Regions from separate parts of the Mus musculus genome. Here all the other regions are linked to region 2. A link is a contact called in public Hi-C and targeted proximity ligation data. All regions are on one chromosome and are shown on one strand. The core of a region is the stretch at or near the end of the contact, and the rest is flanking DNA. Distances in the headings are between cores, read along the strand shown.

Region 1 (2,897 bases), core at 17-2,516, 750 kb before region 2:
ACAAAAACAAACAGAAACACCAAACCAAACCAACCAACCAGCCAGGCTACTGAGAAGTCAGCCTGACAGGTAGGACTCCCCACCACAGGTGAACCTGCCACTGCACACCTTGAGCCAGCCACTGTTGTTGGGAATCGCTTGCAATGAGACCAGCGCGGGCAGAGCCAGTGCAGAGTTCTATGTCCAGTGAGTGGGTTCCCGGGCACAGGATCCTGGGTGAGATGGCCAGGGAAGGAGTGGGTTTAAGGCAACTGGCGTTTTGCAGGGGTCCGTCCTATAAGGTGTGGATATCTACCAAGACACCTTCATGTTTTTGTCTAGGTGCAGCTTGACTTCAGAGGAGGTCAGGAGTTATTACCTGAGTGGGGGACCTGAGGCCCACGAGTCTACAGGAATCATCTTTGTGGAGACACAGGTGTGGAGTTGAGACCTTCTAGGTGTCTGGTTATGGGGTTAGGGATATCTAGGTGAGGTAGAGGCCTCTGGGTCTCCCAGAGTTTCCTGAGGCACAGAGCTTGGCTCCTTCCTAAAGGAAAAGCCCAGGGACAGGGACAGTCTAGGAGTTCTAAAGTATGGCAACTCCAGGCACAGGGTGTCCCTGGACGAAGGGAGGCCTGATGTCTGGGTCTCATTGATTTCCCACAGAGGGTACAGAGACTGCAGGAGACGGAGATGTGGGCACAACTCTGCCCCTCGGCCAAAGGCGCCATCCTCCTCTACAATCGCCATCCACCTCTACAGTCAGGTGTTGGGAAGTCCCACCTGAGTCACCCTAGCGCCCCAGCCCTATCACTGCAGCTCTGAAGACAATAAAGGACTTTATTCTTGTATTCCGTTAGCTTCTGCTGCTTTCCTAGGAGTCCGGGGTCCTCTGAGAGAACCCGGGATGGATGAGAGGGGCTGAGCACTGTGGCATAAAGGGAACAAAACAAAAAAGCCCCAAGGTGCGACCTCTGTGTTCCTCTTGGCTGCGGAATGCGGGTCACGACGGGGTGAAGACATCTCTGCAGAACCCGTACCTCGCAGCTAAAAGAGAGGGTGGAGCACAAGACCTTCCTGGAGGTCAAGCTCTGCCCCTACCCCCGCCTCTTCGGTTTGACACTGGTACCTTTTTCAGCTGTCCCAATGCTTCCGCTTCGCGGGCCCCGGCGTCCTAGGCCAATGAGCATGTGGGGGCGGGTCCTTTGATGCACATTATCCTCATCTCGCCCAATAAGCGTGGCCTGAGCGTCTACCCCCAATGAGGGATCAGGGGCGGGGCCTTCATAGGCGCAGGAAATGGCGGCGACCAAGGAGCCTGTGAGTGGGGCAGGGGCGGGGCTTGGCTGTGTCTCCTCCTTCGCACGCCCCCTAATGCTTTGGGTGAGAAGGGGTGTCCCAAGTGCCTAGCGGGTGGTCCAGACTTGGAGGGTGATGCTGGAAGGCCTAGAGCACCCCTTGTCTGGTTCTTAGTAAAGAGGCCTTCCTCGAATTTGCCTTTGTGGGAAACTGAGGCAGGTTCCTTCTTTCTGCCACGATCCCCGAAGTCCGGCCCGATTGAGACCCAATGGACTTTTGGGGGCCTCCCTTTCCTAGCTGCCTGCCCGTCGTCGTCATGCCGTCCCTGTTGCTCCAGCTGCCCCTGCGCCTATGCCGGCTGTGGCCGCATAGCCTTTCCATCCGACTTCTCACAGCCGCCACAGGGCAGCGGTGAGTTGAGCCCCAGAATTTGTCCATGTTCAGTGGTTTTTCTCCTGAGAGCCCACCTTGCGTCTTGAGATAGTTGTCTCTGCATTATGTGTCAAGTCCCAGACAACATTCTCCTTCAATGCTAGGCACTTAGTATACCAATAGCTAAGAACTGAGCTCCGAGATTAAGTTAAACGACAGTTCGGGAATCTGAGCTCTGGTCTGCTCTTTCCATAGCTCTGGCGTGTTGTCAGGCTTCGCTGTGCATACGCTGGGAAAGAGGAGGTTGAGTACAAAGATGTAGATTTCTGGGCTTGAATCTGGATGCTGGTCCTCCAGCATTCAATGAAGTGGGGACATGGGAATCTGCCTTTTCCTTTGAGATGGAGTTTTCCTATGTGACCCAGGTAAGCCTCCATAGTCAATCTCCGGCATGTCTATAGAGTTCAGGCACAGCCTCCATGTACTTGCCACTCTCACAGAGGATCCAGTTTTTTTTTTTTTTTCTTCTGAGACAGGGTTTCTCTGTATAGCCCAGGCTGTCCTGAAACTCACTCTGTAGACCAGGCTGGCCTCCTCGAACTCAGAAATCCACCTGCCTCTGCCTCCTGAGTGCTGGGACTAAAGGCGTGCGCCACCATGCCTGGCTTTTATTTATTTATTTATTTATTGGTTTTTCTTGGTTTTTCGAGACAGGGTTTCTCTATGTAGTCCTGGCTGTCCTGGAACTCACTCTGTAGACCAGGCTGGCCTTGAACTCAGAAATTAGCCTGCCTCTGCCTCTCAAGTGCTGGGATTAAAGGCATGTGTCACCACGCCCGGCTAGGATCCAGTTTTGATTCCCAGCATTCACATGGTAAATTATGGAGACCCTCTTCTGACCCGTTGGAGACACCAGACAGGCATGTGGTGGACATACATACAGAAAACACTCATAAACACAAAATAATATAATTTTAAACAATATTTGAAGAAACTTTTTAGCCAGGATGGTAGTACACATGCCTCTGGTCCCAGAATTTGGAAGGCAATGGCAAGCACTGTGAGTTTAAGGCTAGTCTGGTCTACCTAGGGAGCTCCAGGTCTGACAGGTAATAAGACCCTATTTTGTAAAGAAAGAGAGAGAGAGAAAGAAGAGGAAGAAGCAACAAAGGTCTCCTGGGTTTGTCGTTTAGGAGAGGACTACACTTTGAAAAAGAGAAATCCTGACTATTCTTGAAATACCCAAA
Region 2 (2,910 bases), core at 128-2,627:
GGAACACCCAGATGTTGGATATTTTTCTGAGCGGTTTAAGAGGCGAAGGTCAGACACCTCTTATACCAGGCCATTAGAAGATGCCACCATCTCTTCAACCCATATTTGTTCCCAAAGGCATGGCTCACCTCTAGCTCTTTCTAAGTGAAGCTGCAGACCCATAGGCCAGCTAGAAAAGAGAAAGAGGCCAGCCCTGCCACATGCCCATTCTACTGCTCTTGGAGCTAGGATGACCCCATACCAGCCCTTAGCTGGAGCCTCTAATTGGTGGCTCCTTGGCTACTCCCAGCCATCAGCTGTGAGTCAATGCCCCTCACCTGCCACCCCCAGCCTCCTGCTCAACTCCATACCCTAGGCCTCAGACCTCCTGAGCATCAGGCCCAGCTTCTCCTCCCATCCCCCACCCCAGCTAGCCTGAAGCTAAACCTCTACACCTCTCCTGGAGGGCTGCCCTCCAGGTAGAGATGCCAGAGACCAAGTCCTTCCCTAAACCCAAGCTAGGCCCCTCCCACTCTCCCAAAAGCAGGAAGTAGAGAGCAGCAACAGTCACACGAGGTGTGGATCAACACAGAAGGCAGTGACGCTGTTGTTGACATCCACATCCGGGGGCGATCTCCACCCCTTATGCCCAGGATCATGGGGTGAGGAGGTCAGGACACATCTTTCTACAGGTGCCCCTGGCAGGGCTCTTAACACCCCCAAAGCCTCCCTGACTACCCTAGTTCCAGCTCTTGTTACTGCCTGGCTCCCCACAACATCTCTCTGCTCCCCTAGCTCCCGGGAATCCCCTTCCCCAAGCAGCTCTCCCAAACTCCGTATGATGATGGTGACATTTTTTTTTTTAAAGTAACACCTCACTTCCTAGTCTGTCTCTCCTAGAGAGGTGAAGACAGAGACTTCTCTCCTAGCTTCTGGTTAAGTGGTGACGGGCCAGCCAGGGGGCCTGGCGGAGGCGGTCGAGACCCACTGGCCTCTCCAAACACGGTGCCTGTCCTCCAGCCCAAACCTTCCGCGAGGACCCTTCGCTGGCCCGTGCTCCCTCTCTCCACACCATCCCACCTCTGCCCTGCCTCCTCACCCAGGTTTCCAGGTGAATATCCCGCAGGGCAACGCTGCCCTTGTACAGATCCAGGCTGAGCTGGTCCAGGCTGAGGTGCTCCTGAAAGAAGTGACCCAAGTAGTGCTGTAGCAAGTAGCGGCAGACACGCTCTTTCACACAGTTCGACCATGGCCACAGCCATCGTGACATCTCGGGGACCGCCGGGCCCGAGCCGCTTCCGCTGGCCGACAGCCGGCGATCTCGGTCCGGCTGTGCTGTTCACTAGAGCCCCCGGTTCGCCCCGCCGCTTCTCTCAGCGCCAGGCCGCGCCCCCGGACGCCCAACCACGCCCCCACGCTCGCTGCCATTGGTCATTGCGAAGGGCGAGGCCCACTGATTGGCCGCGGGAGGCGGAGCCTTGAAGAGCGAAAAAGGGACTGGGCTCTTTGCGAGATGAAATGCTCCCAATCGTAGTTTACGCTTGCGCGTAAATTCTGAGTGGGAGGACCTTTAACCTCCTTGCTTCAAGCTGCGGAAAGGCTGCAACCGTAGGGCGACAGTCCGGGCCAGGAAGAGTGCGCATGTGCCGATTTGTCCAACTTTTTTTTTTTTTTTTTAGGTGATTGGGAAGAATTTAAAGGAACAGTGACTCACCCAATTTGTAGACAAGCTTATCAGAGGAGTAAAGTCAGTGCGAATTTTGCAGTCTATCTTTTGGCAACAAATGCACATTTGCACTTTTATAAAACTTTTTTTTTTTTTTTTTTGGAGACAAGCTTTTCTGTATTTGGCGGTTCTGAAACTCACACTGTAGTCCAGGCTGGCCTTGAACTCATAGGATCCTCCTGCCTCTGCCTCTCTATGATGGAATTTAAGGCGTGCATACATCATCACGCCCAGCCCTATGAAACTTGCTTTAGTCCTTTATCTTTTTTCATTTGCTTATTTGTTATTTTATCTATTTACATTTCTGTTTGTATGTTTTTCGAGACAGGGTTTCTCTGTGTATCCCTGGCTGTCCTAGAACTCACTCTGTAGACCAGGCTGGCCTCTAAAGCCTGCCTCTGCCTCCCAAGTGCTGGCGTTAAAGGCGTGCACCACCACTGCCAGGCATCTATTTACATTTCAAATGTTATTCCTCCCAGTTTGCCTCCACAAAACCCCTCTCCCCACTCCTCCTAGCCGCTTATCTTATCCATTATTGTTAACAACTCCCTAAAAAGGCACTATTTGTTTCCACTTTTTTTTTTCTTTCTTCTTCCTTGTTCTTTCCTTTTTTTGTTTTTTGTTTTTTCCGAGACAAAGTTTCTCTGTGTAGCCTGGCTGTCCTGGAACGCTCTGTAGACCAGGCTATCCTTGAAATCAGAGATGCATCTGCCTGTGCTTCTAAAATCTGGGATTGAAGGCACACACACACACACACCCATTTCTCTCTTTTTAAAAATTCTGTCAGGTCCCCAAGAAATTCCTTTTCCCAAATTCAGACATTTAGACAAAAGTGAGGATTCCCTCAGGGACATACACCAAGCCAGTCTTTGAATTCCAGGCTAGCCTAGTCTACAGAGGGAGTTCCAGAACAGCCAAGGTTACACAGAGAAACCCGGTCCTGCAGGGTGGGGTGGGGTGGAGTGGGGGATGATAGTTCCTACTTGCTAAGAGGAGCCATTCTGCTTATCTCTGGCAAAAGGGACTATGACTCACATCAATGAGAGTCTTTGGTGCCTAATGTATATCTATCAAGGTCCATGCTAACCTCTTGGGCTACCTGAGTCCCTACTCATAAGTACATGGTACAGAGTCATCCTGGCTGGCAGACCCTGTCCCCTAACCTCTCCAGCCCTGGAGGTTCATTTCTTTGCCCTCTTTGCTTT
Region 3 (2,700 bases), core at 39-2,538, 830 kb after region 2:
TTGAGGCTAGCCTGAGCTGCAGAGTAAGATAGTGGAGGTGACCCCCCTAAAACATAAAATAGGGGATAGTGAGGTGACTCAATGGGGAAAGTGCTCTCTGTGCAAGCCGGATGACATGAGTTCAATTCCCAGAACCCACATGAAAGTGGCAAGAGAGAACAAAGTTGACTTCTGACCCCACATACATGCTGTGGCAGTAGCCACCCCCTTCCTATCATGCACACACAATAACAATAAAAATAAATAGAACAAATGAATGAGTGATTTAAAATAAAGTGACTGGTTTTACGTCACCGTCAGATCTCTGAGCTTGACTCACTCTTACTTTGTGTTCGCCTCTCTGAACTTGATTTAGAACAACACAGTTGCTGCTCTCCTGGCCAGTGGAGCCCCTACCATCGAGCACAGAGGGAAGCGTCCTTCCTATCCTCACCCTCTACTCCAAACTCCTGCTCTCCTATTGTAAAGGGATGGGAGGAGAACGGTGGTAAAGGAGGAGTGGGCATGACTGGCTCCTCCAGGTGCTGGATAAAGCTACTCCAGCAAGATAAAGCTACTCCAGCAGGAAGAGATGCTCAGCAGATGGGAGAGTGTACCACAGATGGGAGAGTGTACCACAGATGGGAGAGTGTACCACAGATGGGAGAGTGTACCACAGATGGGAGAGTGTACCACAGATGGGAGAGTGTACCACAGAGGGTTCAGCTTCCAGGTCCCACATAGCGGCTCATAACGATCTGTAACTTCAGTTTCAGTGACCAGCGCCCTCTTCTGGACTCTCTGGGCATGTGGGGCACGGACATACACGCAAGCAAAACATCCTTACACATTTAAAGAGTTTAAACTACAAAAGCTGTTCTTATCTGTGGGTGCTGCCTGTGTTTTCTGGGACACCTTTCCAGATCGACCCCAACTTCAGCAAATGGTAGCCCCTATGTTTCGATGGCTCTGATTTTCTTCCCTCTGGCACACGCAGACCCATTCTATGGGGGCTCCCCTCACAGGATCCGTTTTTTTACCTTAGGGTTAGTCAGTCTCCACTGCCAGGCCATACGCTTGCTGGAGGTCACGGCACTACTGACGCCCTGGGCCACCACAACACCAGTGAGCCTCTTGAGCTTTCTTAGAGCACTTAGTACCAGATTTAGAATTAGAAGACAATTCACCAGTCAGGCGTGTGGTGCAGGCCTTTAGTCCCAGCACCCAGCAGGGGCAGGTGGATCTTTGAGTTTGAAGCCAGCCTGGTCTACAGAGTGAGTTCCAGTCCAGTCAAGGTTACATGTTGGGAGCCGCCCCCACATTCGCCGTCACAAGATGGCGCTGACATCCTGTGTTCTAAGTGGTAAACAAATAATCTGCGCATGTGCCAAGGGTATTTTACGACTACTTGTACTCTGCCTTTCCCGTGAACGTCAGCTCGGCCATGGGCTGCAGCCAATCAGGGAGTGATGCGTCCTAAGCGAAGGATAACTCCTCCTTAAAGGGGACGGGGTTTCGGCCATTCTCTCTTGCTCTGCGCGCCCGGCGCTCTGGCTCCTAAAGATGTAAACAATAGAGCGCGCTCTGCGCTTTGGCGCGCCGGAGCTCTGGCTCCTAAAGATGTAAGATTGGGGTGGCTTTCGCTTTTGGGGCTGGGGGTTTGCGCTCCTGGCTCCTGAAGATGTAAGCAATAAAGTTTTGCCGCAGAAGATTCTGGTTTGTTGTGTTCTTTCCTGGCCGGTCGTGAGAACGCGAATAAGAGTTACACAGTGAAATCATGTCTTGAAAAAAAAAACAAACATAAAAAAGGAGGAGGAGGAGGAGGAGGAGGAAGAGGAGGAGGACAGGAAGAGGGAAAGAAGACAGTTTAGTAGCTTCAGGTTTGAGATCTCAGCAGGATACCAGCTGTTTCCAAACTGATGTCATTACCAACTCACTCTCTCAAAATTTACCCTAGAGGCTGGCAAGACACCTCAGCGGGTAAAGGAGCCACGAAACATAACGTCAACCTAAGCTTGACAGCTGAGACTCACACGGCAGAAGGGGAGAACTGACTATAAGTTATCCTCCCAGTGGTCACATGCATCCCAGACCACACACCCCAGCCTATCCACAAATAGATAAATAAGTGTAAAAGTCTAAGAAATCTACCCTTGCACCGGGAGCACGTTTCAGGAGGCAGGGTGCGTGCCTGGGATGCAAGAAGCCTTGAGTTAAGGGTCCAGCACCAAATAAACCAGGCACAGTGGCGAGCACTGTAATCTCCACGCTAGGGAGGTGGAGGCAGGAGGATCAGAAGTTGAAGTTTATCCTTGTCTGTATAGCAAGTTCAAAGCTAGCCTGGGCTACATTAGACTCTTTCTTAGATAGATAGATAGATAGATAGATAGATAGATAGATAGATAGATAGATAGATAGAATCCAATTTGAATCCATTCATACTTCTGACAAGGATGAGGGTCAAAAGTGGCAGAGTGTGGATCAGGCTGGGGCTGGAGAGACAGCTCAGAGGATAAGAGCACTGGCTGCTCTTCCAGAGGATTTCGGTTGGGTTCCCAGCACCCACATGGAGGCTCACAACTGTAACTCCTTTCCAGATCCAGTGTTCTCTTCTGACCTCAGCAGGCACTGAATTCATGTGATATACATACAGATATACTTGTGGGTAAAACACCCATACATATCAAGTAAAAATGTCAATATTTTTTAAAAAATTAAAAA

Evidence for each region. Hi-C and Micro-C count contacts between places; a contact is called where the count stands out from the background.
Region 1: a contact with region 2 is called in a targeted proximity ligation map of pancreatic cancer cells. A contact is called at or near these places in 1 of 39 promoter capture datasets (embryonic stem cells) and 6 of 130 datasets of targeted methods (bone marrow-derived macrophages, extraembryonic endoderm stem cells, large pre-B cells and 3 more).
Region 3: a Hi-C map of B cells shows a contact between it and region 2, with 15 read pairs. A contact is called at or near these places in 4 of 39 promoter capture datasets (cranial neural crest, liver and pre-B cells), 1 of 484 Hi-C or Micro-C datasets (B cells), 2 of 130 datasets of targeted methods (large pre-B cells and microglia) and 1 of 9 other capture datasets (adipose tissue).

The regions. Positions count from the first base shown.
Region 1 is chr19:6,990,951-6,993,847 of GRCm38.p6, reverse strand. Dnajc4 (DnaJ heat shock protein family (Hsp40) member C4) reads left to right here and starts at 1,266. Exons shown (of 7, transcript NM_001357001.1): 1 at 1,266-1,299; 2 at 1,576-1,689. The coding sequence starts at 1,595. It overlaps Nudt22 (nudix (nucleoside diphosphate linked moiety X)-type motif 22), which reads left to right. Exons shown (of 6, transcript NM_026675.2): 4 at 89-186; 5 at 322-415; 6 at 646-829. The coding sequence ends at 804. It overlaps Gm35838 (a long non-coding RNA gene), which reads right to left and starts at 1,391. Exons shown (of 2, transcript XR_386530.2): 1 at 1,109-1,391; 2 at 802-1,026.
Region 2 is chr19:6,240,135-6,243,044 of GRCm38.p6, reverse strand. It overlaps Atg2a (autophagy related 2A), which reads right to left and starts at 1,377. Exons shown (of 40, transcript NM_194348.3): 1 at 1,079-1,377. The coding sequence starts at 1,249.
Region 3 is chr19:5,405,403-5,408,102 of GRCm38.p6, reverse strand. 4930481A15Rik (RIKEN cDNA 4930481A15 gene) reads right to left here and starts at 1,288. Exons shown (of 4, transcript NR_027938.2): 1 at 1,020-1,288.